Linked DNA regions of Mus musculus: all the other regions are linked to region 1. The links are chromatin contacts, called in public promoter capture Hi-C maps. All regions are on one chromosome and are shown on one strand. Each heading gives the region's core, a stretch centred on a gene start, on an enhancer-like site or on the middle of the called end of the contact. The rest is flanking DNA. Distances are from core to core; before and after follow the strand shown. Region 1 holds the start of Cdk15 (cyclin-dependent kinase 15). Region 2 has its middle 30 kb from the start of Gm39646. Region 3 overlaps Gm973 (predicted gene 973).

Region 1 (2,683 bases), core at 67-2,566:
AAGATTTAACGGAGGAAAGTTCAGAAGTTAACTATCCAGGGTACTGTTGTGATAACACATAGCCCCCTTTCTCATATTGTTGTGTATGTTATTGTGATTGACATATTATGATGGAAATAATATTATGCACCTCTCATAGAAAAAGAGTTCTATCTACAATCACAGACTACAAAGCAGTTTGATCCAGATTAGATTCCTAGAAATGCCAAGTACTAATATAGTATTTATAGACACTAAACATTAATTATACTGATATGAAAGGAAGGGAGGAATGGGGGAATGAGGAGATATGTGCATGTACACACACATCACACTCTCACACACACCACACTCTCACAAACTCTCACACAAACACTCACACATATACCAAACTCTCACACACACCACACTCACACACACCACACTCTCACACAGTTTCTGTTTCCTCTTTATTTGAAATTTGAAAAGAATCTCATTATGTAGTCCAGACTAGTCTTGAACTCATCACCCTGCTGTTTCAGTCTCCAAAGTACTGAGATTACAAGTGTGCCACTGGGGGTTGGGGAGATGGCTCAACAGTTAAGAGCACTGTCTGCTCTTCCAGAGGTCTTGGGTCCATCATACCCAGCTCAAACTCCGCTCTCCACCCTGACTCTCCACTATTTGTAGAGTATTAGCAACACAGGTAATCACTAGTGTTTGAAGGAATAGCTTTGCCCTGTCAGACTGAGATTGACTTTCGTTTGGAGGCAGAGAAGGAGTCAGAATCCTCAGCTCTCTTTCCATACCACCGTTCTGTGGTTCCTTTGACTCTAAAAGTTGGCTAGTTTGCAAACTCATTTTAATGTTGGAAAAACCAATCTGAGTCAGATGGCTCTCATCTGCAATCCCGGGACTGGAGAAGCTGAGGCAGGAGGATTACCTCCACTTGGAAACTAGCTGGGCTGCTGGGAGAGACTGCCTCAAAAGAAAAACAAGTTTGAAACCCAAGAGGCTTTCAGATGAAAGCAAGGGATAGAACACCCCTCAGCATGACCACTTTAGCCCCAGGGTAGGCCAATAAACACTAGGGTTATGCACATTCTGGGAAAGCGAGTGTATCCACAGAACTGACTTGTGGCTGGAGTGAGAGAGAGCTTACTCCAGTGTGCCCAGTTGTATTCTCTCGGGCAGAGCCTCCTTGTTTTTGAGTGTGCACACATGAGCGCTAGCTGCTGCGGTTCTGATGCATTCTTTGCACTGATGAGCTAAAACTGCTGAAGTCATGAGACTGCTCCAGGCAGAGCCCTCGTGTGAGTCACAGAGAAGCTCCTCTCTGCTGACCTCTGGCAGAGGGGGAGCAAATGAGAAGAGGCGGGTGGGAAGAGGTTCAAGGGCGGGTTTTCTCCTTGAACCTGGGCTAGTATGGGTCAAGAGCTGTGTGCAAAGAGGCTACAGCCAGGATGCAGTTGCTACCACCGTTCGGAGGGAGGGGAGGCGCACAGCTGTCAGAGAAGCCAGCCTGGAAGCACCGAGCCTGCTGTATTCGAGGTACTCGTATCCCGGGAGGAGCATCTTTCTTTATTAGTAAACCAAGCAATTCAGACAGACACTCCCTTTTGTAACAGAGTCTTATTCCTCTGCGGTAGGTCTAAACTCATAAAAAGAAAATTCTATTAAAGTCACAGAGGATTTATGGTTGTAGTTATCAAGTTTGGGGATGTACTTGTAAACCAGAAGAGGGGAATAAGCCTTGGGTTTGGCCGCTTTTGACTTGAAATAGAGAAAGTGGTTCTTCTCTGGACGTCTCTGAGCCACTAAATTGCAGGGCTGAACTGTAGAGGGCAAGCTGCCATACCGGTAGGTCCGCTGTGGATTCTCAGTTTCAGTAATTAGCTCGTGATTATTAGCAGTATCTTACTAAATTATTCTAAGGCATTACATTAAGTACCAAGGAAGGTGGGCAGGTACGGAGGAAACTGAGTTAAATGAAGAAATTGGGAGACACCCTTAAGGAGACTGGGTTAAACTGTGTAGGTGAAGGAAAAATTTAGTATTTCAGTAATTGGTACCATGGTTGTCTCTAAGAGATCTGACTTTCAGGAAACCTGCCTTTCAGGGGTGTGGGAAGCTTACAAACAATCAAACCAAAAACAAACAAACAAACAAACAAACCAAAAACAGGCAAATAAAACAAAGAAAAGGTTTTGCCAGCCATCACATTGTGACTTTGTACACATTTTGCTCCTGTACGTTCTTTTCCTCTAGCTAACAGAAGCATCCAGTTCCACGGCTTCATTTCACCCCAGGGGACTGGAGGCTGCCAGTGCCCAGAAGTTGAAGAGTAAAAGGCCCCGGAGTAACAGTGATTCTTTTCAGGAAGAGAATCTGAGGCAGGGGTTGCCATGGGTGAGTGAACTGCTGACAGGCATCAAGGAGAATTTCATGGGTGCCTGTCTAGGGAAGCTAGCCCTCACCTTCCAGGGATGCCTGTGTGGGCTTGCAAGTGCACTTACACATAGACAGATACACAGACATACACACACATGCACACACAGAGAGACAGTCACACAGACACACATGCACAGGCACATATACAGACACACACATACACATACACATACAAACATGCACACACACACACACACATGCACAAACAGGCATGCACACACAACACTCAGACATATACAGGTACACATGCAGACAGACACATACACATACAAAC
Region 2 (2,683 bases), core at 99-2,598, 500 kb before region 1:
AGAGAGCTGTTGGTTACCACCAAGAAATGAGTGCCACCACTGCACCTTTAGGAGTACCTTCCAGAGTTAGCTGGTTGTTATTGTGGTTCATGCAGCAGACAGAGACCATCCTAGAAAACCATAGCTGGCCCAAATACAGAGAATAGCAGATAGTGGGGTGCCCAACCCCAATGGACAAATCTACAACACAACTCCTGCACCTAAGACTGGGGGAACATCACTGAAAGAAGAGCAGAAACATTATAAAAGCCGGGGACTTGCAGCTGTGCTATGAGATTATGTTTCCTAGAAATGACAGGGAAGCTACACCATGATACTTGTAACGGCCATTCCTGGTTGTCAACTTGACTATATCTGGAATGAACTACAATCCAAAACTGGAGGGCACCTGTGATCAAGATCTTTAGACTAGAAGACACAAGTTTCTGACCTGGATCTTGGCATGGAGATCTTGAGGCACAGTGGCCATGAAAAGTTTAGGCCCAGGCAAGGTAATACACACCCTTAATCCCAGAAGACTGAGGCAAGGAGAACTCTGAGTTCAAGGTCAACCTGGGACAAAGCAAGAACCAGATCAGTCGTGATGGTTCACACCTTTAATCTGGGCCACACCTTCTGCTGGAGACCTACATAAGGACCTTGAAAGAAAGATTTGCTCTTCTTCACCATTTGCATTAACTTGCCAGCAAGTTAATCTCTGTGCTGGAATCTACTTCTACAGAACACCAGCTGAAACAACTAGCCTCTGAGTAACTACTAGATTCTTGGACTTCCCATCCACAGCTGCCCATTGTTGGGTTAGTTGGACTGCAGGCTGGAAATCATCACAACAAATTCCCTTAATATATACTTTTTTGTCCTTTTTGCTTGTTTGTTTTTCAAGACAGGGTTTCTCCTGTGTAGCCCTGGCTATCCTGGCACTCACTCTGTAGACCAGGTTGCCACTCTCTCTTTCTCTCCTCTCTACCCAACACACACACACACACACACACACACACACACACACACACACACACACACACGTACATATTTCTCTCCACTTGTGTTACTCTGAGCACTAGCAGCTGTTTTAAATATTTCTCATATGTCAATTCAGTTGATTTTCATAACCCTTGTGTGCAGAAAGTATCAACACAAATGGTATTTTTCAAACAATAAAATTAATAAATGACAAAGCACTGAATCAGGCAATAAGAAACAATTGCCTGACTGGGTGTGATTGAGCCAGGTGTGACTCAGACTTGGGGACTGAGTGCCCCAGGAAGCTGAGGTGGAGGAGGGCATTCCCCACTGTAGTGTCAGTGACTTCCACAAAGGTTTGGAGGAAGGAGAATCATGTGCCCTGAGCAGTTGGCTTCTAGTCCACATTGTGTCTGGATTGGTCAGAAGCCTGGCTAAAACCAAGCTTCCTGGTCTGCCCTGGTGGCAGCAGGAAGAGGCTACCCCCTAGCGGCTGGAGGGGAAGGAGTTAATGTCTATAGAGCACTTGCTTTGTGTGCAAATGTCATGTGCACTGGCTTGCTTCCTGTGGATTACTTCACAAAGGAAGGTGCCAGAGTTCTTAGTGGGAGGCAGATCCATCTGAGACTAAAGGCCAAGCTCATTCCAGGATAGAAAGGCAGGGAGACTCCTTGGGGACAAAAGAAGGGAGGGGATCCCCTTACCTTGTGTAACTGTAAGCCACCCGTGGCTTACATGAACCAGGTACTCCTGAAAGGCAGGCTGGGGCTGAAAGAAACTAGATGGCGAGAAAAGAATGAGGCCAAGACAAATTTTTCTCTGATCAAGGCCCCAAAGTTTACTAAGAGTCTGTGCTTATAAAGAGGGGAGGCCCATCCCCTGCCAATCCATTCTTGGTGCCTGGAGCCAGCCAGTAGGCGATGTGCATAATAGGATGTGTCTCCGGAATGTCTCAAGGGTCTCTCAGCAGGTAGTAGAGTCTCAGAGAAGAGCAGCAGTAGTTGACATAACAATATAGCCATCTAAATTGGAAGGCTACACCCCAGATGATCTCATATTCAGTGGCAGTAAAGTCTGAATCAGCCTGCTTCAAGGCTGAGGGAAGCTACAATTCCTCCCTAAATATATACTAAAAATTATCTGGACTGGGCATAAAAATTGTTTATGCTTAGTCCTGCCTGGGAGTTATGGTGGCTGGCGGCCACGCCTGGCTTGGGAAATCTCAGATTTTCCCGAACAATTTTTATCCTTCAAGAAGAATATATGCAGCTTGTTTGTGTTTATTTTGCACAAACATGGCTCTGTGGTGTATTACTAATAAACCACAGCCTCTTGGCATGTACCTCTGTCTTAGATTGATATAGTTCCGAAATCTGGTTGCCCATCATTGACTGACCAGCTCTTATAGCACACCTTATTCCCAAATCAGACCACAGCCACAATATATACTCAATATGCTTCTTCATATCGATGAATTTCTGCCACCTGCGCTTGCTGGAGGCGGAGCTGCATGCTTGCTGAAAACAGGCTGTAAGGCATTGAAGGATCTGCTTGAAAAAACAAAGTTGAGACAGTTGAAAAACAACAGGATAAAAGCTTCTTTGTGGACGTCCAGGTACTCTATTCAGTTGCAAATTAGCAATGATCAAGCTCAAACTCTGGCCTCCAGGTGTGGGGCAGGTGGCTTTGAGAATTAACAGGAAGGCTGAAAATTCTCTGGAAG
Region 3 (2,683 bases), core at 67-2,566, 350 kb after region 1:
TGACTCTCATGAAGAACCAGGAGGACCCCTCAGAGGAAATGCCAAAGACAGCCAAGGTAGAGTGAGCTGGCGATTCGTGAATCCTTTCACTGGGACTGCCCAGATAGAACTCGGTGTTGTTCAGACCCATTAACAGAGAAGTCTTTCCATGTCCCTTCAAAGCATGAACTGGAAGTTAGAAGCAGAGGCCTCTGTCTGTCGAATGCAAATGCAAGCGACATGTTTTCTGTTCTTCCATTATTTAAAGATTTCTTTCCTGCTGGAGACTGCAGACTGAGACAAGAGTAGAGACTTCGGGGACAGACACAAACCCCACCCCCACCCCAAGCATCCACCCTTCTCCACCTCCTGCTTTCATGGAGGTGTGCATATGCTGGTGAGGCGGCTAGGGTTCCATGCCTACAGACATGCTGGTACGAGAAAGCAGGACCTTCTCTTTAGAGGCCTAGCTGCTGTCGACCAGAGCCCTGGCTGGCAAGAATGCCAAAGAGGCACAGGTCTTTAATCCTAGCACTTGGGAGATAAAGATAGGTAGATCTCTGGGAGTTCAAGGCCAGCCTGGTCTCCTTAGTTCCAGGACAGCCAGCACTACAGAGAGATCCTTTCTCAAACGAACAGTGTGCCTTGGTGGAGGCTTCCTTCAAAAACAAGTTTATATTGATCATGACGGGTGGTAGTAGTTCTAAGAAATACTGAGCCTGGGGCCACTGGGTGTGGAGGCACTCACAGTTCATAGCTCAGAGACTGAATTAGGCTCTCAATGCTTTTGTGGGCACCTAGGCATATTACTACCCCACTGGGCTCTGGCAGCAGGACTGTTCCTTACCCATTATAGCTTCTAGTTTTGGTTTGGTATGGTTTCAGTTTCGGTTTTAGTTTTAGTTTTGCTTGTGTGTTTTAAGACAGTCTCAGTGTGTGACTTTGGCTGTCCTGGAACTCACAGAAATCCCCCTGCCCCTGCCCCCGCCCCTGCCTCTTATTAGCATTAAAGGTGGGTGTCATTGCTTCTTGCAGAAGTGAAAACCCCTTACCTTTCTTTCTTTCTTTCTTTCTTTCTTTCTTTCTTTCTTTCTTTCATTCAAGATTATTTTCTGTATATGAGTACACTGTTGCTATCTTCAGCCACATCACAAGGGCATCAGATCCCATTACAGATGGTTGTGAGCCACCGTGTGGTTGCTGGGAATTGAACTCAGGACCTCTGGAAGAGAAGCCAATGCTCTTAACCAGTGAGCCATCTCTCCAGCCCCACTTACATTTCTAAGGGTGGGTTCCAGGCCAGACAGAAGCCATGTGCTTATTGTTGCTACACAATGTACAGCAGAGGGAGCAAGCGGGCCTGAACTCCAGCCTGGGCTCTGAAACCTAAACCATGTGACTCACAGAGAGGGCGCCTTTTTTCTTTCCTGGCCCCTTAAAGTCACAAGCGAATGCATGCCCAGCTGCAGGTCTGTGCTACTAAACTGAACCTGAACTGTGTAGCAGGCTACAAGCACCTTCACCTCTCCACGCCTGGCATCCTTTTCTGCCTCAGGGACTGGTAAAAGAACTTTACTCTTTAAGCGGTGATGAGGAACGAAAAAAAAAAATGATGTCCCTTAATAAATACCAACCTCAATTTGGACATTGCAGCAAATTAATATCTTCCCTCTGTGGTCACTACCAAACTGTGAAACAACACTGACTCTGCCTCCTTAAGTGGAAGGTTTTGATCTTTCCTGTTTATCTTCCACTGTTTCTTCCCATCCTACTCAAAAATAATTTTATACTGATTTTATTATTTCTAAATGTATTTATTTTTATTTTCTGTGTATGGGTGTTTTACCGGCATGTACGTCTGTGTATCATGTGCATGCAGTGCCTGAGGAGACCAACAGAGGGCGTCAGATCCCCTGCAACCCTACTTACAGATGGTTGTGAGCCACCATGTGCTTGCTGGAAATAGAACCCAGGACCTCTGCAAGAGGAGCCAATGCTCTTAACCGCTGAGCCATCTCTCCAGCCCTATACTGATATTTAATGTCATTCTTTGTGGGTATCTGATAAGAATATATTTTGGGAGTATGAGGCCTAGGTTGGTCAGGATTTTAAGCAAGAATTCTTCTAACATGAGGCTCTGTCACCTCCATGCTCAAAGCTGAGTGACACTAGCCAGGAAAATGTACCCTGATCTTCAGATTGTCCCTGTTGTAAATCACAGATCCAGAATGCGAACCCTGGCAGGCTCCAGCGTCTTAGCCAAGTGCAGCGGGGGCTTTAGGCACCACAGAACATGGCCCAAGCTAAGCCATGACTGAGTCAGTCAAAACAGATTTCCTGTCTCATGACGCCAGGGCCGGCTCCGGCCGAGTCCTCGGAGGTTAGCCAGACATTCTCAATGCAATGAAATGCCACTGCAGAAAGTCACCGGAGGCCTGTGCCTGTCTCAATGACAAATGCTAATTTTTAGAAAGGCTTTCCGGTCTTGGAAGGCAAGAAGAAGGAAATTCCAAGGAAGTGCTTTTAGCTGTTTAAAGAACAATTCTCCCCTTTGGTCTTAATGGTCATGTTGTTTTTCCTACTTTAAATTCAGTAGTGACCTGCACGGTTTATTATAAGGAGTGAGCCAGATACTAGGGATACATCTCAGTGTTATAACACTTTCTAGGATGTGTGAGGCCCTGGGTTCAGTCACCAGTATTAC

The links. Promoter capture Hi-C pulls out the DNA fragments that hold promoters and counts their contacts.
Region 2: a promoter capture Hi-C map of the HPC-7 cell line shows a contact between it and region 1. The contact joins the enhancer-like site here to the promoter of Cdk15 in region 1. A contact is called at or near these places in 24 of 39 promoter capture datasets (the 3T3-L1 cell line, 3T3-L1-derived adipocytes, the C10 cell line and 15 more), 40 of 484 Hi-C or Micro-C datasets (the AML12 cell line, B cells, the BV-2 cell line and 30 more) and 1 of 115 datasets of contacts at active chromatin or transcription factors (bone marrow-derived dendritic cells).
Region 3: a contact with region 1 is called in a promoter capture Hi-C map of embryonic stem cells, with 9 times the contacts expected there. The contact joins the enhancer-like site here to the promoter of Cdk15 in region 1. A contact is called at or near these places in 21 of 39 promoter capture datasets (the C10 cell line, the HPC-7 cell line, HPC-7-derived erythroid cells and 13 more), 4 of 15 datasets of contacts at CTCF or cohesin (the G1E-ER4 cell line, embryonic stem cells and large pre-B cells), 60 of 484 Hi-C or Micro-C datasets (the AML12 cell line, the C2C12 cell line, CD4 T cells and 31 more), 24 of 115 datasets of contacts at active chromatin or transcription factors (PVALB interneurons, T-cell acute lymphoblastic leukemia, bone marrow-derived macrophages and 13 more) and 5 of 9 other capture datasets (adipose tissue, embryonic stem cells, liver and 2 more).

Annotation. Positions count from the first base shown.
Region 1 is chr1:59,255,590-59,258,272 of GRCm38.p6, forward strand. Cdk15 (cyclin-dependent kinase 15) reads left to right here and starts at 1,317. Exons shown (of 14, transcript NM_001033373.3): 1 at 1,317-1,509; 2 at 2,227-2,367. The coding sequence starts at 1,384.
Region 2 is chr1:58,760,198-58,762,880 of GRCm38.p6, forward strand. No RefSeq gene overlaps it. Among named protein-coding and RNA genes, the nearest start is that of Gm39646, 30 kb to the right of the region's middle. Within about 2 kb of position 1,349, at least 105 of the 459 cell types and tissues checked have an H3K27ac peak or open chromatin away from gene starts, as enhancers often do. A contact at or near this core is called in 3T3-L1-derived adipocytes, the AML12 cell line, the BV-2 cell line and 10 more, where this site is marked.
Region 3 is chr1:59,607,750-59,610,432 of GRCm38.p6, forward strand. Gm973 (predicted gene 973) reads left to right here. Exons shown (of 19, transcript NM_001357842.1): 11 at 1-56. Among named protein-coding and RNA genes, the nearest start is that of Gm33833, 11 kb to the right of the region's middle. Within about 2 kb of position 1,317, at least 51 of the 459 cell types and tissues checked have an H3K27ac peak or open chromatin away from gene starts, as enhancers often do. A contact at or near this core is called in the CH12 cell line, the G1E-ER4 cell line, T-cell acute lymphoblastic leukemia and 9 more, where this site is marked.